7 separate regions of the Mus musculus genome follow, and all the other regions are linked to region 1. The links are chromatin contacts, called in public Hi-C, HiChIP or PLAC-seq and promoter capture Hi-C maps. All regions are on one chromosome and are shown on one strand. Each heading gives the region's core, a stretch centred on a gene start, on an enhancer-like site or on the middle of the called end of the contact. The rest is flanking DNA. Distances are from core to core; before and after follow the strand shown.

Region 1 (2,988 bases), core at 195-2,694:
CACACAGTGTACAGTCAGCCAGTGTACATCAAGCAGAGACGAACCAATTGACTAGGAACACAACAGGGCACAAAATGAAGCCCTTGTACTCATAAGGTCTGCAGGCAAGTGGGGAAGGATTTCAATAAAACAAACATGTGTGCAAATGTGTATACATGTAGATGCATTATGTACACATATGTGTGTGTACCTGTGTATGCATCTATATGTGTGTGTGTGTGTGTGTGTGTGTGTGTGTGTGAAAACAGTTAAAGGAACAGAAAGTTGTATTGAGAATATGGAAGAAAAGTTGAAAGCAAGTTGCAATTATGAACAGTGCATGTCAGGTACAGATATAGCTCATTTGACCATGTTACCTAGCATGCCCAAAGCCCTGAGTTCAGTTTTCCTGTATCTCATAAACTAGGTATGTGATATACACCTGTAACTCTAGCACACGGGAGGTGAAGTCAGGAGGATCAGAGGTTCAAGGTCATTCTTGGGCATGTAGCAACTTAGAGACCAGTCTGGAATACATAAGACACTGACTCTAATTAATCAGTGAGAGTGGAGTTGCACTTGATTAACTAAGTCACATATAAACAAAGAACTGAACAACAGGGACAAGAGGCATGTGGAGAAGAGCACTCTAAGCAGGACAGTAAGTGCAGACTGTGAGGTGTGTCTCTGAGATGAGTGAGGAGGTCACTGGGGCTGACTCAGGTCATCAAGGCAGAGACTAGCGGGATGGGTCTGACGGCGTGAGAGCAAAGCGTTGCTCGCAGGATGGACAATGTGTGCGCTTTGGCTTTTATTCTGAGCAATGTGGTGATCTACTGAATGATTCTTAGCAAAGAACGCCATGACTTAACTTGTCTTAAAACAATCTCTAAAGCTAAGTATGTCCATAGAGGTGGTGGCAGAAACTCCCGTCAGCTGTTTATACATTACCCAATGGGCTAGGGAGACGGTTCGATGGATAAGCACGCTGGCTATGGAGACAAGAAAATCTGAATTTGAATCCCTAGCACCCACATAAAAGCTGGCACAGCCATGCCTGTAACTCTAGCACGGGGGCGGGGAGGAGGAAGGGTGGGCAGAGACCGACAGGCTGATCCTGGGAACTCACTGGCCAGCCAGAGTAGCTGAAACAGCAAGCCTTCCTTAGGTTCAGTGAGAGACTTTGTCTCAAAAAATAACCTGGTTGGCCATAGAGTAAGACACCTGAATCCTTCTCCAGCCTGTCTAAATACACACACACACACACACACACACACACACACACACACACACCTTTATATACACTACATCCACACAACACACATGAAAACAGATAGGCTTCCCTAAGCACAAAAAGCATCAAGGAACAAAATGAGGAACTAGGTTCTGAGTGCATTTTGGAAGAAGAGCCAGCAGAATGTGACATAGATGCAATGCAGGGAGTGGGGGTGTGAGGAAGTGAGGCATGGCTGCTAAGTTTCTGAGCCGAGCAACTAGAGAAGCAGCTGTGGGTGGAAGACATTGGAGGCAGGGGGTGACCCCCAAGGTCAGTTCTGGGCATGCTGACTGTGCAGTGCATGTTGGGAAACAGAGAGGAGATGAACAAAAAGTTCTGGAAGTAGAGGGAAAGTCCTTGCTAGGGGTATAAATTTAGGAGTTGATGACGTCATTTCCTGGCTAAGCTCAAGTGTAGGAGTTAATGGCAATGTACAGCATTTAAATCTACAAGCCTGGGGGTGCCTGGGGAGTGCTGGGGAAAAGAGATCCCTCAGCTGAGGGGTAAAGGCTCCCCAACATTAAGAGGATCAGAAGAGAAGGAGGAGGCATGGAAAAAACTGAGAGCTGTACCCCAAGACAGGAGGCATAGGAAAGAGAGGGTGCTCAGAAAGGCAGAAGAAGGAAGTGGGGGCTGTCCCTGATAAAGATGGGAGCTCAAGGTCGTGTGCATAGTGCTGTCATTACAGAGATGTCAGGGGTGGGCAGATGCAAGCAGGTGGCAGTGGATCGATGGCTTCGGGAGCTAGGGCTGAGCACTGGAGTAACACGCAGTGAATCTGGCATATCCTTTGGAGATTAGGAAAATATTCTGGGATTAGAAATTGCTGATGTATCCACAGATTTATGAATGAATGAATGAAAAACCTAGCTGGATGTGGTGGTTCGTCCCTATGAGCCCAACACTCAGGAGGACCATAAAGTTAAGGCTAGCCTGGGCTACAGAAAGAAACCTGTCTCAAAAAAGAAAAAGAAAAAATACTAAGTTGCACGCTTTAGAAAAGTGAGTCTCATGGGACATAAATTAGACCTCTTTTTTAATATGCAAAACAGTGAAGCCTCTGGCTTGACCATGGGATGTAGCTATGTGGATAGCAATGGCAAGAGCTGCTAGTGGTCACTAGCTTGATGAGAAGGAGGGGAGGAGAATGGTGACCTCAGAGCACAGATGTTAACATAACAGCTGGGGTGTAACAACACACGCCTGCTATGCTGAAATGTGTTCCCGGAGGCTTGCAAAAAAGGAGCTCATATCAAACTCACTATTTTGAGACTGGTAAATAAGGGGAGGAAATTATCTTGAGGTTGATAGAGAGATAGAGGAGAGCCATTGGAGAGAGAAAACTTCAGCAAAGAAAACAGTACAAGACAGCCCAGAGATGGGACAAAAGGAGACCTTTGGGAAAGGGGAATTTTCTGGACCAATGCTCTAGTGTGAGCATCAGACAGCTCCCTCAAGCACAGCCAACAGTATGATCTCCCAACAATATTATGCCAGAGAAAGGGATTTCTTAGCAGAGAAAACCTGTCACCTAGTTTGCTACATTCAAGGGATGCCAAGACTCATATGAACCTGCAGTACTTCCCGTGCCTAGGGACTCAGCCTTGAAAAGATTGCTTTCTCTGGGCCATGATTACTCTTTACCAATAACATCTCCACTTCACCTAAAATAATCTACCACAAGGGCCTTTCTGTGATCTTGAAAAACTATGTTTAGCTTTTTAAAGAGGAAA
Region 2 (2,988 bases), core at 336-2,835, 490 kb before region 1:
TAAAATCAAGTGAACAGGTCAGGCTATATCAGTGGATACTGAAAAGGACCTAGTTTGTAAGAGCAATGGGAGATCACTACATTTTAGTGTCTAAAGGGTTTTAAGCAAAACAAAGTTTTGTTTTGTTTTTTTTAAATAAATCATTCTTGTTGCAGTCTGACAAAAGTATAACCAGGGATTTCAGTTAGAAGGAAAAGAGAGCACAGAGAGTGAGAGGCAACGTCATGGTTTAAGCCCAGGTCTAGAAAGGCCCTTGAGAAAAATCACGGACCCAGGTTGGGAAGAGAGCTCGGTGGGTAAAGTGACTGCTACACAGACATGAGGGCCTGGATTTTAGAATCCCCAGCAGTCATGTAAAAGCCAACAGTGGTTGCACACAACTCAGACCTATCCTGGAGGATGAGACAGGCAGATGGCCAGAGCTCCCTAGCCAGTCCAATAAGGTGGAAAACACCCAACTCTCCCTTTCTGTACTGACTGCACACCTCATTCCTCCCTTCCCCTCTCCTCACCCCCACTCCCCGCACCACAAAGGAAACACAACAGGGGCAGCAAGGAATTTTCTTCAAACTTACTGGATGCCCAAGACCTGCCTTCTAACGCATATGTCACGTCTACAATGCTGACAAGCAGAGGAAATTGTCATTCTGAAGTTCATTTGATTTTCCCTAGTTGTGTCTCTACAGCTATTAAAAATGCCACTTCTTAGCTGGGTGTTGGTTACACCTTTAGTCCCAGCACTTGGGAGGCAAGAGACAGGTGGATCTCTGAGTTCAAGAACAGCCTGCTCTACAGAGCTAGTTACAGGGCAGCCAGGGCTACACAGAAAAACAGTCTCGAAAAATAACAAATTCCACTTCTTGAACTTATACAGATCCACCTGCCTATGCCACATGAGTACTGGTATAGGCCTGGTCTACAAAGTGAGTTCAAGGGCAGCCTGGGATACACAGATCCCAAATCAAAAACAAACAAAAACAAGACAAAAGACAAAAACAAAAACCAGCTGGGTGTGGTGAGGCTTGTCTTTCATCCCTGCGCTACGGAGGCAGAGGCAGGCAGATCTTTGCGTTTAGGGCCAGCCTCGTCTACAATGTGAGCTCAGAGCCAGGAATACAGTGTGAGTCCTGTTTCAAAAAAGCAAAACAAATAAACTGAGAGCAGAAATAACCGGCTTAAAGGGAATACGGTCCAGAGGGACTTAAAAGTGAGTTCAGCAAAACCTGATGGTTAAAGCTCTTCATGTCCCAGACACCGCCTCAGAGCCTCTCCCTGCCACTCCAAAAGACAGCAACACATCTGGAAAGCTGAGGAACGTTCCGCCCTCCAAGCCCTTCGAGCCACCTCGGACCCGAACCCTGCGCGTGTCTGCCAACTAGCAAGCAACTTCCGGTCGGCAGTGCTGTGGCCTCAAAGACTCTCGGTCAAACCGGAACCAAGTGAGGGGGGTGGGGAAAAGGACCCTCAAACAATGTTTCTCCTAGACGTCATATCCGGTCTCCTGACTCAGGCAGTATCCACGCCAGCGGAAGTTACTTGTGTGACTGGGCGGAACCTCTAGTCAGGAGTGGTCTCCCAGCAGCCAATGGGCTCGACCCACCTCTAGCCTGACTTGGGTCTGTCAGTGGCCTGTGACGTACAGGGCGGGGCGGGAGGCTAGGTACGGCGACAACAGGGGCGTCCGGTCTTCTCTGTCGCTAGGAAGCAGGCAACCGGAGGGAAGATGGTTTACATCTCGAATGGTGAGTGAGAGCCTTACCCTGGGCCGCTTCTGTCCTGACTCGCCGGGTCCTGAGCTTGGGGCGGCCTCCCCCACACCAGTGGCCGGAAGGAGTGGGAAGCGGAGGCGGTGGGAGCCGAGGCGCAGCCCAGAAGGTCCCCGGGTGCCGCTGGGGGACCCTGAAGCCTCCTGGTACAGCCAATTTTCCGATTGTGGGTTTGCGATAGTGATCCCGGGCGCGGGTGTCCTTAACCCGGGAATGACAGAGACGCTAACCCGGTCCGGATACAACGCGCTTTTGTTTGGGCCGCTAGAGCCGCGTTCTTTGCCTAGCATCTCTTTCATCCTTGTAACTGTTCTATTCAGATGGTGTATTTCTATCCCTGTTTTTCGGATGCAGACTGAGACATAGATTGACTAGCTCGCTAAAGATCACAAAGGCAATATGAAATTTAGGTTAAATTGAACTCAGGTTGGCTCCAGTATTACCTACCATACTGCCTCTATAATGCGTACAATAATGATGGCGATGGTGGTGATGCAGGACTAGCAAGAATATGAAAAAAATAAATAAAATCTGGAGACAGGGTCTCACTTTGTAGTTTTATCTGCCCTGTAACTCACTGTGTACGCTAAGGTGGCCACTAACTCCCAAAGATCCTCCTGCCTCTGACTCCGGAGTAGTGGGATTAAATTAAAGGCAAGCACCACCACGCCAGGCAATACAAAAGTTGTGACAGATTTTTCTCCCCTAAAAGTGTAGCTAGTCCTAAGCCCAAGACTTTACCCAGTTTGAAAGAACTTGGGAAGCAAGTCTCCAATTACTGGAAAAGAAAAAAATACAGCCTGAGAAGGTCGTATCAGTGCCAGAACCATCTGCCCACCTGTGTGACTTAGGTGAGACTCCTTGGCGCATTTCTACAAGACTCTCTTGGGGCCCTGGAAATAGGTGTGGTTGTATCAGATTCATCTCTGTATCTCTAGAGAGTAGGGCGATTAGCAGAAGTCTTAGGGCTGAGAGCACTTTGAATTTCTCGGCTTTTTTCAGGATTTCACCTCCTGATTACAAAGCTTTGGGATAGGTGGTGTGATGGGCACTACAGGAAGCATCATCATTCCATCTTCAGTTTCGAGCGCTCGCAGATTCTGTTATTTGCAATTTAGGTCACTAGCTCATACAGCTATGCACTCAAAAGTGATCAGTGTTCTTCTGCTGCATCCATCTCGCCACTAAAATGTCATGTGCATTTTACCAGTGAGAAGGAGAT
Region 3 (2,988 bases), core at 323-2,822, 450 kb before region 1:
CCCCCTTGAAGACCAGGTAGGCCTCATGCATGCTTTCTTTCCCTGCCTCGGATTACTGAGGGCCACGGTGAGGCCACTTGTATCATCTAATGCTTAACTGTTGGTTTTCAGGACCATGTAATGTTTATTAATTTCTTCAAATTAAAGATTGGCTATGCAAAGAGGAGAAGAAAGCGGGGAGCAATGACTGCAGCCCGCAGGACACACACACACACACACACACAAGCTCATATCATACTTCTGAATGATCCAGAACTCAGCTGAGCTACTTAGAAATCCGTTGGGGACAGTGACCTCATCTTTCTAAAACAGCTTTCAAAAAAGTAAAACCCCCCTACTGTCTACGAAAGGCCAGTTACTAAACCCTTTGACGTTTCCATTAAAAGGGAAGAGTACTAGTTTGGAAATAGTATATTGAGCCTAAAACATTTATTTTAGTTGTCAGTAATCTTCAGTGGCAAGACACAATGTGACAAACCCAAAGGACTCTTAAGATCTCAGCTCTCTCATTTCCAAAACCTTGGTGAAGGCAGAAAGCAGAGGTTTTGATGGAGCAAATGGGGTTTGGATGATGTCATCCACTGTCCTTTGCTTTGTGACATTCTCTTATTAAGCAAATGAGCCACCTACTAGGAACCAAGTTCTACTTGAATGGGAGCAAGACAAGGTGTGTAGGAAAAGCCAGGTGAGGGCTCTACATTTTGCAGAGTTCATTCAATGTTCTTCACAGCTGCCCCCAGGACAGTTTTTTTCTCTTGCACAGAGACGGCAAGGGCTTCAGGACACCATAAATAAGCTGTGACTTTCCACAGTCACCAAGGATGCCTTCCAATGTGTGAAGAGAGCAGGGCTTGCATCTGAATGCCTTGTTGAGGATGCGCTTTTCCCTCCTAGAAAGATTCTTTCATTCATGGGGACTGGAGAAGAAAGGAAAGCTGCCTTCAGGAGTTAACATGGCCCTAGACAGAAAGGAAAAGCAAGCAAGCAAACTGATGCAGGCTGTCTGTTGACCCAAGAGGTGGGCAGCACAGATGTAAGCAGTACTGTCTTGTTTGTCATCATTAACCCAGGACAAGGCATACCTGTGTGAGTTGAGTACCACCCTTTTTCTTTTTGAGGAGAATACTACGACTCAAATGCCCAGGTGGCATCTGTGACAGTTCTAAACCTCATTCCCCTGGGAAGCAGTCTGACAACTGATACCTTCCAGGATGGCAATAGATGGGTGGTGTGAGTTCAAGACCCATCGCGGTTAGCTCAGGGGTGCAAACTGGCCCCTTTCTAAGGATGGTTCATGGACAATTCCTTGACAGTTGAGCTGGCAGGTTTTCAGGCGCTTGTCGCTTGTCAGGGTTCAGCTAAACGGATGGGAACCGAAAGGGTGCCCACAATGGAGGGGGATGCTTACCGGCTCTCGAGGCAGGGCGCTCCTGCACGATGCAGCCAAGATCAGCAACACTAGCAACATGGCCCGGCCACTGGCCACCGCCCACCACCACGCGGAGCTGGGGCCAGAGGTCCAGGGTCCTCTTATCCAGGCGCCCGCCGCAGTTCTCCGGGCTCCGCCTCCCACAGTACCGCCCTGCCCAAGCCGGCGCTGGCCTGGTCCCAAGACAGTAAAGTGGCCGCCTTGTCGCCCTCGGGGCTCGCGGGGGTAGGCGGGGTGCGAATGACTCAGGCCCGGGAGGACTGAAGCTCCAGCAGGCGCGGGGCGTGTCGAGCCCCGCGCACAGGTGTGTGCCGCAGGCCAGGTGGGGCGACCGCACCCGCGCCTGGAGCCAGACGGAGCAGCTCGCGGCACTCCCGGGACGCCAGTTAAAGAGCAGCGGGCGAGGATCAGCGGCCACTGCCTTCTCGGCTCTCCTGGCTCCTGTCCTTCGCGTCCTGGCCCAGGTGCGGAGTTGTCCCGGGTGAGTAGCTAGCTTTTCAGGTCCTAGGCTGGGTGAGGACCTGAAGCGGAGGGGCTCAAGCCACTGAAACCTTCTGGGTTTTGAGAGAACTAGCGACAGGAACTTAACAGTTACAAGGTAACAGTGATAGGAATCTCCACCCCTGGCCTCTCAGGCTTTCTGGTTAAGTGTACTCCTATAGAATGAGGCCTGGCGGTTACATCTGGGGTCCCGAAGCTGGTGTCTCAGCACTGTGGGTTCCGAGCTAAGGTTCTGACATTTGGCAGTGCTGCTTCTGCCTGAGTGAGATCTGCCCGACTCTCCACCACCTCTCGGACCTTAATTTTGGGAAGGTGGGCCAGGGACCATCCTTTTGAGATGAAATGGCTTGAGAGGGGGATAGCCCAGTATCATTTGGGGTTAGAGAAAGGGCTACAGAGCCTGGAATTCTGCTGCTTCAGCCCTTCCTATATCGTTAGCAGAGCTGGGCTCACCAGACACGTAGACAGTGGAATTGGAGAGAGCTTCAGGCACAAGTCCTGCTTCTCCCTGCTAAGAGGTTGGGTGGAGTCAAGTGGCTGTATTTGCTGAAGCCCGACTGGGATACAGACTAAATTCATCAGTGAGACAGACTTCAGGTGAAGATTCTGGTTTTGATTCACCTGGAGAAGGCTCCGTCCCTAGCCTCTGTTGGATTGCAAGGAATAGTTTCCTGAGAAACTTGTTCTGGTGCCTGACCAAGGAGATTGACAGAAGGGAGGTTGTAGCCCCACCCTCGCCTGGAACTGGGCCATCCTGGGCTCCCACTCAACCTCAGCGAGCCGTTCAGGCTCAGTGGTTCCTGGGAACAATAAGCTTTCATAGCAGCCTTTCTGACCGGTAAACCCTTGCCTGCTACCAGGGTGCAAAGGTGCATGCTCTTGGCATGGAGCTGAGCACTGTGACAGGAACATGCAAGGCCAGAGTACCTGCCCTGGTGGGAAGACAAAATGGAGACGGCCTTGTTTTCCAGCTTCTATCTGAGAACTTTGCCCTATGGGGCTGAGGAGCCAGGCAGATGTTTAGATAACAATCAGTTTCCAGTTTTGAAAAACAGCCC
Region 4 (2,988 bases), core at 235-2,734, 430 kb before region 1:
TGTTTTAGACTTGGGTTTGGGATCCATTTTGAACTTTGAAGCTATGTCCAAGTCTAGCTTCTCTTGTGTGTTTCAGTGGCTCTGGTACCCTCTGTTGAAAAGGCCATTTCTGCTCCATCCCACTGCTTTGTTGGCCTATTTACATGACTTAGCTTCTGAGCTCTGCCCTGCTCTGTTGATGGCTGCCTGTTTCTTTGACGGTGGTTCCAGCAAGCCTGGAGATTGAATAATGCCAGCCCTATAACTTAATATTCTTTGAACATTGCATTGGCTTTTTTGAGGTCTTTTGTGTCTGCATATAAATTTTGGATCAGGTTATTAATACTTACAAATCTTGCTGGGGTACTTAAAGGGATTGCACTGATTCATAAGTTAAATGGTAAAGAATAAAGACAGAATTGAATCTCCCTACCCACAAATAAAGAATATCACCCCGTGTAGCTAGGTTTTCTTTGGTGATTTTCTGTAGGGTTTGGTAGATGTCCAACTGCAAAGGTGTTTTGATTTATTCCTTCTCACTGGGCACATTCAATTCAGTGGAACTGTGTCTCCCCTTCAGTGGCCCATGCTCCCTGCTGGCATTTCGGAGTGTGACTGATACTCGCACCTTGACTCTGTCTCCCGAGGTCCCCCTGGAGCTGCTTGTTAGGTCCAGGGACCTTTTTGGTCAGTTTTTTTTTTTTTTTCAGATTTCCTACACAGATGATCTTGTTGGCCAGAAGCATTCATGTCCAACCCCCATGCCTTTTGAGTTTCCTCCATTTGACTGTTAAGTTAAGCTGCAATGTCCAATGTGATGTTAGAATCGATTTGCCTTGCTCCTGGTTTTGGTGGGAAAGTGTCTGCATTCCTTGCCACGACAGAGGTTTTGTAGATAACCTTTATCATGTTGGGCAGCAGAAAGGTACTTTAAAAAATTTTTTGCCCAATGCTTTCTCTGTACCTCTTATTTCTTCACCTCATGATAATTTTCTTTGTTTCTTCCTCCCTTTCTTTTATTTTCCATTTTTTTTCCAGACAGAGTCTCACTATGTTCAACCTGGAATTTGCTATGTGAACAAGACTGATTTTGAATTCACAGAGATCCACTCGCCTCTGCCTCAAAAGTACTGGGATTAGAGGTGATTGGCAGTTTTAATAGTGTTTCAGAACAACAACAACAACAGAAATCACATAACTACTTATATGTTTTAAATCTGGTAGAAGGCATAAGAAAGAGGTTGTCAACAGGGAAAATAAGTTTTTTTTCTATATGCCTAAATAGATCGCCTAAAATATCTGCAAAGTTCAACCTAGTGGTAGTAGTGTTGTTTTTTTACTTGAAATGACAATTTGCAAAAATGGAAAATTAAGAGACTTTCTATTATTGTTGTTGTTGTTGTTATTATTATTAGAGAGATGATAGAGTGTAAGTTGGCCTGGCTAGAGATACTCAGTGAGAAAAATGGAGCCCTCTGACTCTCAGGCAGGTGTCCCTGTGCCCTCCCCACTGGGTGGCGCTGCTGTGCTCGCCTCACTGGGTGCTCACTGGGTGCTCTCTCTTCCATGTGCACTTCTCTTTTCTTATTCTTTTTTTTCTTTTTTCAAGTCTATCCAGTCTCTTTGAAGCTTTTGTTTGGTTGTCAGTGACTTTAAGAAGCCAACATTGGGGTTTTCTTTACCATCACTGGCAACACAGTCCTGCAGTAGATCCCTTGCAGTCGAGTGTCTCTCCAGTACACTTCATTTCAGTGCATGGACACCGTCTCTCATCTCTGCTATTAGCTCCAAGGGGTGCCTCGATGGCCCTGAGACCTCAGGAGGAAGTGAACTTGAATTGATTCCAGGAAGACCAAGCAAGGGGCAGTCTCCCTCTGTGCAGGCGTGACCCCACTTGACATTTAATACACCTCACATTTTGAACCTGAGTACCGATGCGCCAATGGGCTGATTTCTGATCTTTGTGTCATCTTTGGTTTATTGTTCTCCTGGAGTTCTTTTCTGTCACTCATATTTGTATTCTGTATCTTCTCCCATTCCTTCTCTCTCTTTGCCTTCTTTAACTCCTGGTGGGGTGGCATGCGTGACCTTCAGGCCACTCCTCACCAGCTCCTTCCCTGTAAGCAGTCTTCCAGCACAAGGTGCTTGCTCTCTGAGGTAGTACCGCCTGAATCTGTTTCCTTTTGTCATGTGATCTTTTCTCTTCTGCCATCCACACTTTCTTGATATTGGATTTGGACGCAGGAAGAAAGTCCTTTTCTGCACATGAAATGCGTGAATGCTTATCCTATTTTGGAGTCTGAGGTAGGGAGACCAGCCTGTAGGTCTCGGAGGGAATGTACACAAACCCAGAGCCCCATGAACTGATTTTCACATGTGAAATGTTTCACACGATGAACACCCGGGGACCAAACTGCTTGAATGTGGTACATAAGTTTGTTTGTTTATTTTTATGTAGAACTAGAATCAAAACTCTAAAAACATTTTAAATTTATTTGTGTGTGTGTGTGTTTGTGTGATATGCAAGTGTAACACAGAATGTTGTGGCATGTGTGTGGAGGTCAGAGGACAGTTGGTGGGGAAATAGTTCTCTCCTAGCATGTGGCCTCCAAGGTCTGAATACAGGCCATCATCCTGGAGAGCAGGTAATTATTACCTTCTGAACCTGCTGCTACAAACTATCTGGATTTGAGTTCTAAAATTTAGTTGAGAGATTTTTCTTGTCTGGCCACCTTCCCCTCCTACCCCCAGCTGTACTGGCCCTCTGTGAGACCCATCCCAGGATGCTTATTCATCTTTGTTCATAAGCGATACTGATCTATAGTTCTCTTTTCTTTGATGTTTTTGTCTGTCTGGTTTTGGTTTTAGTGTGGTGCTGGCCTTTTAGATCGGGTAAAGACATGTTCTCTGCTTCTTCTGACAGAGACTAGAGAGAATCAGGGAGTGCTCACCCTTAGGTGTTTGGGAGAACTCTCCTGGCACCCATCTCTCAGGGTTTGCTACTTTGTT
Region 5 (2,988 bases), core at 318-2,817, 410 kb before region 1:
CTCCCGTGCCCGTCTCTGGCTGGAGCCAGCCTGCCCTCACTGGGCTACAAGGTGGTAATGCAAATCATCTCATCTGCCAGGTCCTCTTCCTCTCGCCCAGGGTCTGGCTCCTCGTCACTGTAGCCAGGACCAAAGTCCTGGAGCTCATAGTCCTGGCGGTGGGAGATGGGGCCCATGTCCCCATTGGCTCGAGGACACACACTGCCATTGAGCAGGGTGCTGGCAGCACTTTCCATCTCGTCTATGGTTAGGTCACAGGCATCGGCAATCTCATGTTTTGTCGCTGAGACAAATTTGGGGTCCCTCGCGTAGCGTCCCAAGCCTTCGGATATCAGGACCTGTATAGGAGATAGATCGATGGCATGAGGGAAGGTCTGCATCAGCTCTCAGTGCGCGGCATGCTCTGGGGACGCTGTCAGCCATGCTGCTAAACTTTATACACGATGCTAACCATAAATGAGCTCAGCTCTGTTGGTGTCGAAAGCTGAGTGGCTCCACAAGGCTGAGCAAGAGAGAAAGCACTGGGGACGTAGCACAGACTGGCACTGCAGGATGGGACTCTCTGGTGGGACTTGGCAGTGCCAGCTGGTTTTCACTCAGGCCTTAAATGCTGCCGAGAGGCCACCCTCGGGTGGCAAGGCTGCAGAGCCCACCACTGCCCCCTCCCCATGTGATCATGGCTCTGTTTCTGCTGCCACCTAAGATTTGTCCAGAGGTCAAAGGCCACCCATACTCACTGCCTCCACCAGGCTGTCTGCACTCCTCTGCTTGTCGCTGTTCTTGTTCCGGAAGCTGCTGGGGACAGTCAGACTAGCTGGCGTGAAAGTCCTATAGGAGATGTCGGGTTCATCTGTGTACCAGGAGCTTCGGTGTAGGGATGGCAGGCTGCCATTGACCTGGTCCATAGATTCTGAGCGGTCCACCTGGATCAAAGGGGTGTAGCATGGGCTCCAGTCTCGGTATGGAGGGGTTGCTGGAGGGGTGGCCCACGACCGGGTAGAGTGGCTCGGTGAGTACTTCTGGGCTTTACTGGAATCTAGGCCTGCAACGGCCATGATCTGAGCGGGAGAAGCAGAGAGAGGTCTGAGCCTTGGTCCCAGTCTGGCACATGGCAGCTGTGCAGAGATGCTTCTCAAAAACCTGGGGGAAGATGCCTGTGTAGCAGAGGCCACTCAGTGAGCTGGCCAGGGAACCAGGGATTAATAAAAGACTGGGATTCCGGGCTGGTGAGATGGCTCAGTGGGTAAGAGCACCCGACTGCTCTGAGTACCCGACTGCTCTTCCAAAGGTCCCGAGTTCAAATCCCAGCAACCACATGGTGGCTCACAACCATCCATAACGAGATCTGACTCCCTCTTCTGAAGACAGCTACAGTGTACTTACACATAATAAATAAATCTTTAAAAAAAAAGTTGCACTGTCATGCATTCATATATACGAATTGGCAGCCAAACTTCATAATGTGAAAGTGAAAAAAAAAAAAAAGACTGGGCTTCCTCTTTCTCCAAGCCATAGGGCCTTCTCTATGACTGAACTGTCAGTTACTAACTTACGTAACCACTTGGGGATGAGGAGGGAAGATGGATAAGCTGTGATGTGTGAACATACTACCCAGGCCTCTCCAGGCTTCAGTACTGAAGCACACTTCAGGGACTCTGGCTCATTCAGGACAACAACCATGTCTCTCGGCTCTAAGGCCTGCCATCCTGCAGTGAGTGTGCCCTGAAATGCCGGGCACAGTCACGATTCTCACATGTCCCTCATGGGAGAGCCACCTTGAGATGTCTGCTAATGCCGGTTTGCACTGACACTGTAGTTGTAGCCAAGGAATCCAGGACAACCCAGGCCAGTGGCTGAGGTAAGACTTGGGATTCTGCCCTGTGGGTCACAGGCCTCTTTTAGACCTCCTTGGCTGTCTGAGGTTTGGCATCGAGTGATCTGGGTTTCCAAAAAGTTTATCTTTCTTCCATGATGATACAGGCAAATGGGCTCAGTGGTTGAGCTCACTAATTTATCTTCCAGAGGACCCAGGTTCAATCCCCACTACCTACATGGGTAGTTTATAACCATCTGTAACTCCAGTTCTGGGGATCTGATGCCTTCTAAACCCCAAGAGCACCAGACATGCCTGTGGTGAACAGACACATATGCAGGCATGTAAAATAAAGTAACTCCAAAACAAATATTTTAAGTGCTGGCAGAGGTGACTAGAAAATCTGCAATGGCCACTGAGTACATATGGGTTAGAGCTTGGGGTCAGAACCTCACAGAGATCCAGATCTGCTGGCTGGCTGGCTGGCTGGCTGGGTGCAGGTTTCTGACATCTCCCTTCATCAATCAGCCCACACAGCTCTTCTGATGAGATAGTTCAGGAAATATAAAGACCGTATGTGTGGTGGTTTGGCCCAGAGGGTGGCATTATTAGGAGGCATGGTCTATTGGAGGAAGTGTGTCACTGTTGGGGTGGGCTTTGACAATCCTGTGCTCAGGCTCTGCTCACTGTGGAATGAGCACCTCCTCCTGACTGCCTTTGGATCAAGATGTAGAACTCTTGGCTCTTCCTACAGCACCATGTCTGCCTGTATGCTGCCACGCTTTCTGCCATGATGACAGTGGAATGAACCTCTGACACTATAAGCCAGCCTCAATTAAATGTTTTGCTTTCTAAGAGTATAGTTGTCATGGTCATGGTGTCTCGTCACAGCAACGAAATCCTAAGACAATATGTATGTATTCATACATATCTACACATATATATGTAATGCATGCATACCTCTATCCTTAAGCCCTGGTGAACAGGCTCAGTTGCCTTTCATGTGAGCATGTGGGCCCCCTTAACCCACTCTCATGGACAGAGGGTTCATGCACAAGAAGCTGCCCAAGTGGCTTGATGGTGGAACCACCTCTCTGAAGGAATAATTAGTAGCAGCAGCCATCAATGGGACTCTTATGAGTGTCTGTAATTGCCTTAACTCAGACTATACCAGT
Region 6 (2,988 bases), core at 134-2,633, 350 kb before region 1:
ATGTGTGTGTGTGTGTGTGTGTGTGTGTGTGTGTGTGTTGTGTGTGTGTGTGTGTGTGTGTGTGTGTGGTGTGTGTGTGGTGTGTGTGTGTGTGTGTGTAGCAGTACATGTTATGTGGGTACATGCTCCCACAAACACACCTGTTCTTTGAGGAAAGCAGAAGAGGATATTGCATGTCCTCCTATATCAGTCTTGACTTTAGACTCTTAAGATGGAGGCTCTCACGGAACCCAGAGCAAGAACAGCCACCAGGAAGCACCTTCCTGTCTCAGGCACCTCACACATAGTGCTGGGTTTTCCAGTGTGTGAGAACACGCATGGCTTTTTACACAGGCTCTGGGAGCTGACTCAGCTCCGAACAAATGCTCGTGCTCGCGCTAAGGCTCAGCAAGTGTTCTTACCTACTGAGTCTTTTGTCTTTCATCTTTAGAATGATGGTATGTGGCAGAAGCAGCCTTTTTGGTTTTTCTTTTGGTGGAATTGTTCCACTCTGAAACCCAGCAGGCCTCAGTTCACCTCCAGACAAGAACAGTTAGTAACTGCAGCCATCCCCAACCCAAGACAGCCCCACTCAACAGAGAGGGTCAATACCTTAAGTCCCTTTGCTCTGTTGATTGCTCTGAGAGGCCGCAAGACCCTCAAAACCCTCAGAATCTTCACAACGGAGATGGCGCTGGACCTAAGGAGGGACAAAGCAAGCAAGCGGCTGAGTTACAGCTGGTTAGGAGCCCGGAGAGCAGTTGCTTAATGTGATCATCTCTTAAAGACACTTCACAACTGTGTGGAGTCTCTCTACTCCTTTATGCCATAAAGCGGGCCTCCTGCCTCCTGTGGGACCTGACAGAGCCCCTATTTTAGGCTTACAGTTGCCTTTTTGGAGAAATTTTCAAACTTTGTTATGTTCATGTAAACACTAGGTTCCTGACTTCTAGATTTTCGTGTTTAAGTCTGGGGAACCGTGCTTTGGTACCAGAGCTTTTCTGGCCTTCAAGTAGCTACATCCGGTAGGAGGGGTGAGCACGCACACCTGGGGGTGGGGGTGGGGAATTGCAGTATGCTCCTCCAAGGTGGGGAAGATATGGTGTGACCACAGGGGCAGATGAGAAGGCCTCTCAGGGAGGTGGTGCCAAGTGAGTCCCAAGGGAGCAGAGAGTTAGCTGACAGAGGGGGGCAGCAGCAGTGCATACTGAGGCAGCTGAGCCTCAGCACCCCAGATGTAGGGGTGTGGCTGGAGCACAGGCCTTGGGGATGGGGGAGTGTGCAAAGAAGAGAAGCCAGAAAGAGTGTGGACAGCTCAGAGCCGTGAAGAGACTAGTCTGGAGTTTCTACCGGGAAATGAGCTCAGAGCTTAGGTTCCCAGGCATCGGCCAGAGGGACAATGTCAGGCTGGACTCTGACTGGGTAAACAGAAGGACTGGCATCAGATAAACAAAACCCTAAACTTAGCACTCCTCAGGAGCGGGCTTTAGTCAGTCAGGAAAAGCTGCTACTTCCTTTATCTGTCCCCATGGTCAACAGACAATGGGCATGTAGCTGCTGACTTACCTGACCAGCCTATAACAGAACAAAGCCCCTTGCTAACTCTCAGGCTGTCCTTGCCCGAACCCACCCTCCTATCACTACCTGTCCCCACAAAGCTGACAAGGCTTTTCCTGCAGCCCGATGTTCTCTGCCCCTCGGCCTGACCCCCTGACCACCTCAGATACAGCCTAGGAGTTTGATTCCCAAATAAACTGTCTTTCTTCCCACAGAGTGGCCTAGTTCTGTGGTTTCCCAGTGCCTGGCTTACATTTCTCTTCAGGTTCCTAGAGCTAAGGGGCTGTGTACACGTGTGCACACATGGGACAGCTCGGGAGCACAGAAGCTCACAGGCCAGCAGAAAGTGAAATGAGGCCACAGAAGACACAAACTCGGGTGACTGCCCCGGGTACTGCACAGGGTAAAAAGGCAGTGTTCAGCTTCACCAGAGACTCTTAAGTGTCCCCAAGGTCACCGCAGCTGTCTATCCTGCAAGCACAGGGAGAGGAAGGGATCCCAAGAGACCACCAAGGCCAAGCTTTGCCTGCAGTGAAGGAAAACTGCCACCCTGAGAAAGGATGCTCGAAGTCTTGGACCAGGCCTGAGAAGAACCCTATTTGTCCTCTACTAGTCAAACTGTCTTTCTTTCATCTGCTGTTGAAAGCTAATTCTGAAGAGAATCATAAACTCAACCTAGCAGTAGGCATAAGGAAAAAGAAAAAAAAAAAAAGAAAACAGAAAAGGAAAACAGAAATAGGAAAATACAAATGGCCCCAGCTCTTTCTGGCCCAGGGCAAATTAAGCCGTTCTGGCTGTAATCAGCAGACAGTGCCCAGCCTGAGCAAATTAGGTCTAAGTTCCCTATGTAAACTCACTCTACGGACACATAAATACTTACTGAATCCCAAAGGACACCAGCGACACCCCAACAACCAGCATGTCCAGCAAATTGAAGTAGTTCCTGCAGAAAGCCCCTTTGTGCAAGAAGGCTCCAAAAGTTGTCATCTGTAAACAGAATCGCGTGGCGTTTATTCTCTCTCCTCCCCTCCAGGGTTCAAAACCAACCGAGCAAAAACCTGGGCTCTTCCCAAACTCTTGGCAGAAGTATGACCTCATTAATGGCTGCACACAAGGAAGACAGATGCACACCAGCAGGGCTGAGTGACTGTGTAACTTCCTTCAGCAGAGATGGAAAGAGGCAGCCAAGTGTAGGCACATTTGTAAAGAGACCAATTCAGAGTTTATTCAAATAGGAACAGAACTCTGGCACGTCCAAAAAGCCTGTGTAGGGAGGGACTGCTCCTGACTATGTTTGTGGGAAGGCCTTCACTGCTTCACACCCGAGCTTACCTATACAGTGCTGGTCTGACGGCTCTAAGGCCACAGAGCACAAACGAGTTTCATTGAACCTTCTCGGTGGGAGCCAGAACTCCTGATGTACTTTCCAGCCTTAGTGGCTTTCACACTCCC
Region 7 (2,988 bases), core at 211-2,710, 260 kb before region 1:
TACTCAGGTCTCCTGGAGTTTTATCTCTTAAACTTGGTAAGACTGCCATATTGGCTCTGTTCCCTCTTCCTGTGCTGTTCTAGTTGGGCAAAATGTTCCAGCAGAGAAAAAGCTAAGGTGACATGGGGACATAAGAAGTGAAGCTATGTATCTCCATTCTCTAGTCTAATAAAAGTCCAGTGGCAGGAAAGCACAAGACTCTCCCAGAACAAAGAGACATCTGCGGCTCCAGTTTGCCAGCCCGTGACAGGTGTTCCAAACAAGAGGAGGCTTCTGCCTTAACGCCTATCTGCCACCTATTCATTTTGGATACATTATTTCTGCAATACACACATAGGTGCCAATGTACAATGGGAGGTTTTATAAAAGCTAGCTTTCTTCCTGGTAAGTATAACCATCCAGTGGGCCACCACTTTGGGCCTTCCTTATTTTCATTCCCCGGGGTAAAAGGACACCCCACCAAACGTAAGCTACTCTCCAAACAGACAGAAAAAGTCATCTCCAATGAAAAACCAGTGCAATCAGGATACAGATAATCCAGAAGATAACCAAGCTGCAAGTTACCTGCAAACAGCAACTGAATAAAGCCACAAAGAGGAAGGCAGAGAGATGGTTTTAAAAGCTCTCTCCAAACTGGAGAGAGGACTCAGCAGTGAAGAGCACCTGCTACTCTGACAGAGGACTTGGGTTTGATTCCCTGCACCCTCACAGTGACTCAAAATCATGGTATTCCAGTTTGAGGGATCTGACACCCTCTGCTGGATCCCATGGAGGCTAGACATGCATGAAGTACCCAGACATATGTGCAGGTGAAATAATCACATACATAAAGTAAAAACAAATACATCTTTTAAGAGCTCTCTTGATGGAAATAAGAGAGTATTCCTAATTTTAGGGGTAACTTACAGAACAGCCCAGGTAAGGAGTCCCAAAACAGGGCTACATCTTGTCTCCCTTGGTGGATGTTTGCTCCAAAGACCTGATTTGTGTTTCCTCTGCTGGCAACAACTCAGGGTGTGGAAGGAATGGGGCAACACAGACCTCTATTTTTCATTGTAACATACTCCTTTAACTAAATCTACCAGCGTCTTCCTCTCACAAGAGGGTATTAAAAGAACACCTGCTTCTCTGCATTTTCCAGTTTATTTTATTTTATGCCAGATATGTGACATTATTCAGACGCTTGTTTTGTTATTTAAAATGGGAAAGTGGCATGCCAAGGTTTCTCCCACAACTCAGCATAAAAACATAATAGCTCTGCTCAAGGGATGTTAAACAGCAGCGCACCGCACAGCAAGAAAGGCTCTCTCGTATGATACACATGGTTTTAACTAGCAGGGTGCTAGCTTTTAGGAGCTGCATTCACCTGACTCCACCCACCAGCCAGGCAGGTCTATTTGTGGAGACTTGAGGCCCTGTGAGGTGAATCATCTCTCATTAGCGGCTGAGACTTCCTCTAACAGCCTGTCACTGACTTCCCCAAGCACACCAATCATGAGAGCTCTTCACCCAGGCCTCTGCCCAGGGATTGACAGCAGCCCTGTCAGCATTAAAAGAACCCCTGCTAGATCCTGATGCCATCACGGGCATAAGAATAACCACCTCCCCCAAGAAGGCTTGTGTTCCCTTTACCATCCAGCCCTCACCTCCATTCCCAGATAAACGTTTTTCCCAAACCAAGGACTTACCCTACAATTACTATAACAAAATCCAGTAAATTCCATCCATTCCTAACGTAAGCATTAGGATGCAGCAACAGTCCATACGCTATAATCTTCAGAAATGTCTCCACTGTAAAAATAATCAGGAAGGCATATTCTACTTTTTCCTGTAAAGAGAAAGGAACACACCAAGGGTGGAGAAAGAAAGAATCAATGATCAGAATCAATAGCTCAGAGACAGAAGCACCCCCCCCCCACCACGCACAGACATGATAACAGACAATGTTATCATGAGAACTAGAATCACTACCCTGCATGTGGACCAGGAAAACATTTCAATTTTGATGCTGAATTTCTCATAAGCAGCTAAGTGTTAAGTACTGTCATTCCAGGCTGCATTACTGCATTTTGCCACCTGCCCTGATGCATGAGCAGTGAGCCTGCCTGGGACATCATGGGCATGTTTTCTATTTGCACACATTTGCACAACACAGCATGTTTTCTCCAAGATTGCCAGATCAGGCCCAGAAAAGCACCAGGATGAAACAAGCATTCTGACAGTGGTTTCTGCACAGAACACACCGTCTGGGAGAACAGATGCATAATGGACTTTACCCTTATTTTTTTTTCTTGGGTTTTCCTCTGACATCTTATTCTGATCTGACTGCCCTCAGCACAGAGAAGAGGGCAGGGATCTCAGATGCCTAATACTGGCCTGTCTCCTCTTCCTGGCTGGCACCAGTGATGGACTCCCTCCTAACCAGCCTCCTGGAGATACAGCTCCGCCTTTATCTCAGTTCCCATGTCTGCTCCCATCTGATTGCCACATCCATCTGCAGCATTGCCTGATGGCTAGAACCTCTCCAACTCCAACCCACATTACCCCCCAAGCAAGGATGCCCCAGTCAACAGGTCTAAACACATAGGCTCTTTCTATAAATTTGATAGAAACTCAATGGACAGGGCCATGAGTATCCAACCAGCATTCTCTGGCTTTAATTTACTTAACAAAACAAAACAAAATCTCAAGAATGAGAACTTTTCTCTGTGGGCTCTAGAGTCCTCAGCTACTATCATCCTTAGGGTAGACTAATGGACTTCACTTACTAACATGGCTACTACAGAAGGCTATAGTAACTATGGCTCAGGAAACAGTGAGCTTTTCCTCCATATGCCAGGTACCCCAGAAGGAACCAGCATTTAAAAACTTCCCAACTCCAGTCCCATCCTTGCAAAGAATGGCCTGGAAGGGTTCACAGGAGTTTTAAACACATACAGAGAGAACCTCTAAAATCCAGAGTTAGCATAAGAGCACTCCCCTACTTGT

The links. Promoter capture Hi-C pulls out the DNA fragments that hold promoters and counts their contacts. A called contact is a pair of places that touch in the nucleus more often than the background predicts. HiChIP or PLAC-seq counts read pairs in DNA pulled down with a chosen protein or histone mark.
Region 2: a promoter capture Hi-C map of hippocampal neurons shows a contact between it and region 1, with 5 times the contacts expected there. The contact joins the promoter of Selenok here to the promoter of 4831407H17Rik in region 1. A contact is called at or near these places in 8 of 39 promoter capture datasets (the HPC-7 cell line, cranial neural crest, hippocampal neurons and 4 more), 9 of 484 Hi-C or Micro-C datasets (the Ba/F3 cell line, LSK cells, bone marrow-derived macrophages and 5 more) and 11 of 115 datasets of contacts at active chromatin or transcription factors (the 230-238 cell line, the SCID.adh cell line, bone marrow-derived macrophages and 8 more).
Region 3: a contact with region 1 is called in a promoter capture Hi-C map of embryonic stem cells, with 4 times the contacts expected there. The contact joins the promoter of Il17rb here to the promoter of 4831407H17Rik in region 1. A contact is called at or near these places in 14 of 39 promoter capture datasets (the C10 cell line, the HPC-7 cell line, Sertoli cells and 9 more), 1 of 15 datasets of contacts at CTCF or cohesin (embryonic stem cells), 8 of 484 Hi-C or Micro-C datasets (B cells, the CH12 cell line, bone marrow-derived macrophages and 5 more), 19 of 115 datasets of contacts at active chromatin or transcription factors (DN3 thymocytes, the NIH/3T3 cell line, the SCID.adh cell line and 13 more) and 4 of 9 other capture datasets (adipose tissue, embryonic stem cells, liver and 1 more).
Region 4: a contact with region 1 is called in a Hi-C map of embryonic stem cells, with 2.9 times the contacts expected there. The contact joins the enhancer-like site here to the promoter of 4831407H17Rik in region 1. A contact is called at or near these places in 1 of 15 datasets of contacts at CTCF or cohesin (embryonic stem cells), 15 of 484 Hi-C or Micro-C datasets (B cells, the CH12 cell line, the G1E-ER4 cell line and 9 more), 4 of 115 datasets of contacts at active chromatin or transcription factors (T-cell acute lymphoblastic leukemia, astrocytes, embryonic stem cells and 1 more) and 1 of 9 other capture datasets (macrophages).
Region 5: a contact with region 1 is called in a Hi-C map of bone marrow-derived macrophages, with 22 read pairs. The contact joins the enhancer-like site here to the promoter of 4831407H17Rik in region 1. A contact is called at or near these places in 29 of 484 Hi-C or Micro-C datasets (CD4 T cells, the CH12 cell line, the G1E-ER4 cell line and 12 more), 4 of 115 datasets of contacts at active chromatin or transcription factors (astrocytes, bone marrow-derived macrophages and embryonic stem cells) and 3 of 9 other capture datasets (embryonic stem cells, liver and pancreatic islet).
Region 6: an H3K27ac HiChIP or PLAC-seq map of extraembryonic endoderm stem cells shows a contact between it and region 1, with 5 times the contacts expected there. The contact joins the enhancer-like site here to the promoter of 4831407H17Rik in region 1. A contact is called at or near these places in 3 of 15 datasets of contacts at CTCF or cohesin (embryonic stem cells, large pre-B cells and stem cell-derived epiblast-like cells), 11 of 484 Hi-C or Micro-C datasets (the HL-1 cell line, bone marrow-derived macrophages, cerebellum and 5 more), 6 of 115 datasets of contacts at active chromatin or transcription factors (T-cell acute lymphoblastic leukemia, Th17 cells, bone marrow-derived macrophages and 3 more) and 4 of 9 other capture datasets (adipose tissue, embryonic stem cells, liver and 1 more).
Region 7: a Hi-C map of bone marrow-derived macrophages shows a contact between it and region 1, with 31 read pairs. The contact joins the enhancer-like site here to the promoter of 4831407H17Rik in region 1. A contact is called at or near these places in 1 of 39 promoter capture datasets (embryonic stem cells), 1 of 15 datasets of contacts at CTCF or cohesin (large pre-B cells), 7 of 484 Hi-C or Micro-C datasets (bone marrow-derived macrophages, cerebral cortex, cortical neurons and 2 more) and 8 of 115 datasets of contacts at active chromatin or transcription factors (acute myeloid leukemia, bone marrow-derived macrophages, embryonic stem cells and 4 more).

Annotation. Positions count from the first base shown.
Region 1 is chr14:30,456,592-30,459,579 of GRCm38.p6, forward strand. 4831407H17Rik (RIKEN cDNA 4831407H17 gene) reads left to right here and starts at 1,445. Exons shown (of 4, transcript NR_131095.1): 1 at 1,445-1,525. It also overlaps a transcript of Cacna1d not described here.
Region 2 is chr14:29,966,795-29,969,782 of GRCm38.p6, forward strand. It overlaps Selenok (selenoprotein K), which reads left to right and starts at 1,586. Exons shown (of 5, transcript NM_019979.2): 1 at 1,586-1,742. The coding sequence starts at 1,724.
Region 3 is chr14:30,007,324-30,010,311 of GRCm38.p6, forward strand. It overlaps Il17rb (interleukin 17 receptor B), which reads right to left and starts at 1,573. Exons shown (of 11, transcript NM_019583.3): 1 at 1,409-1,573. The coding sequence starts at 1,468. It overlaps Chdh (choline dehydrogenase), which reads left to right and starts at 1,677. Exons shown (of 8, transcript NM_001136240.1): 1 at 1,677-1,910.
Region 4 is chr14:30,026,082-30,029,069 of GRCm38.p6, forward strand. The region is part of intron 1 of Chdh (choline dehydrogenase); the gene reads left to right. It also overlaps the pseudogene Gm18760. Among named protein-coding and RNA genes, the nearest start is that of Gm35449, 6.4 kb to the left of the region's middle. Within about 2 kb of position 1,485, at least 7 of the 459 cell types and tissues checked have an H3K27ac peak or open chromatin away from gene starts, as enhancers often do.
Region 5 is chr14:30,042,029-30,045,016 of GRCm38.p6, forward strand. It overlaps Cacna1d (calcium channel, voltage-dependent, L type, alpha 1D subunit), which reads right to left. Exons shown (of 47, transcript NM_001083616.2): 46 at 738-1,058; 47 at 1-338. The coding sequence ends at 45. Among named protein-coding and RNA genes, the nearest start is that of Gm52108, 7.9 kb to the left of the region's middle. Within about 2 kb of position 1,568, at least 19 of the 459 cell types and tissues checked have an H3K27ac peak or open chromatin away from gene starts, as enhancers often do. A contact at or near this core is called in the HPC-7 cell line and bone marrow-derived macrophages, where this site is marked.
Region 6 is chr14:30,103,073-30,106,060 of GRCm38.p6, forward strand. It overlaps Cacna1d (calcium channel, voltage-dependent, L type, alpha 1D subunit), which reads right to left. Exons shown (of 47, transcript NM_001083616.2): 22 at 2,417-2,523; 23 at 592-679. Among named protein-coding and RNA genes, the nearest start is that of Gm52106, 32 kb to the left of the region's middle. Within about 2 kb of position 1,384, at least 33 of the 459 cell types and tissues checked have an H3K27ac peak or open chromatin away from gene starts, as enhancers often do. A contact at or near this core is called in T-cell acute lymphoblastic leukemia, cerebellum, extraembryonic endoderm stem cells and 1 more, where this site is marked.
Region 7 is chr14:30,195,036-30,198,023 of GRCm38.p6, forward strand. It overlaps Cacna1d (calcium channel, voltage-dependent, L type, alpha 1D subunit), which reads right to left. Exons shown (of 47, transcript NM_001083616.2): 4 at 1,689-1,828. Among named protein-coding and RNA genes, the nearest start is that of Gm52107, 28 kb to the right of the region's middle. Within about 2 kb of position 1,461, at least 72 of the 459 cell types and tissues checked have an H3K27ac peak or open chromatin away from gene starts, as enhancers often do. A contact at or near this core is called in bone marrow-derived macrophages, cerebral cortex and cortical neurons, where this site is marked.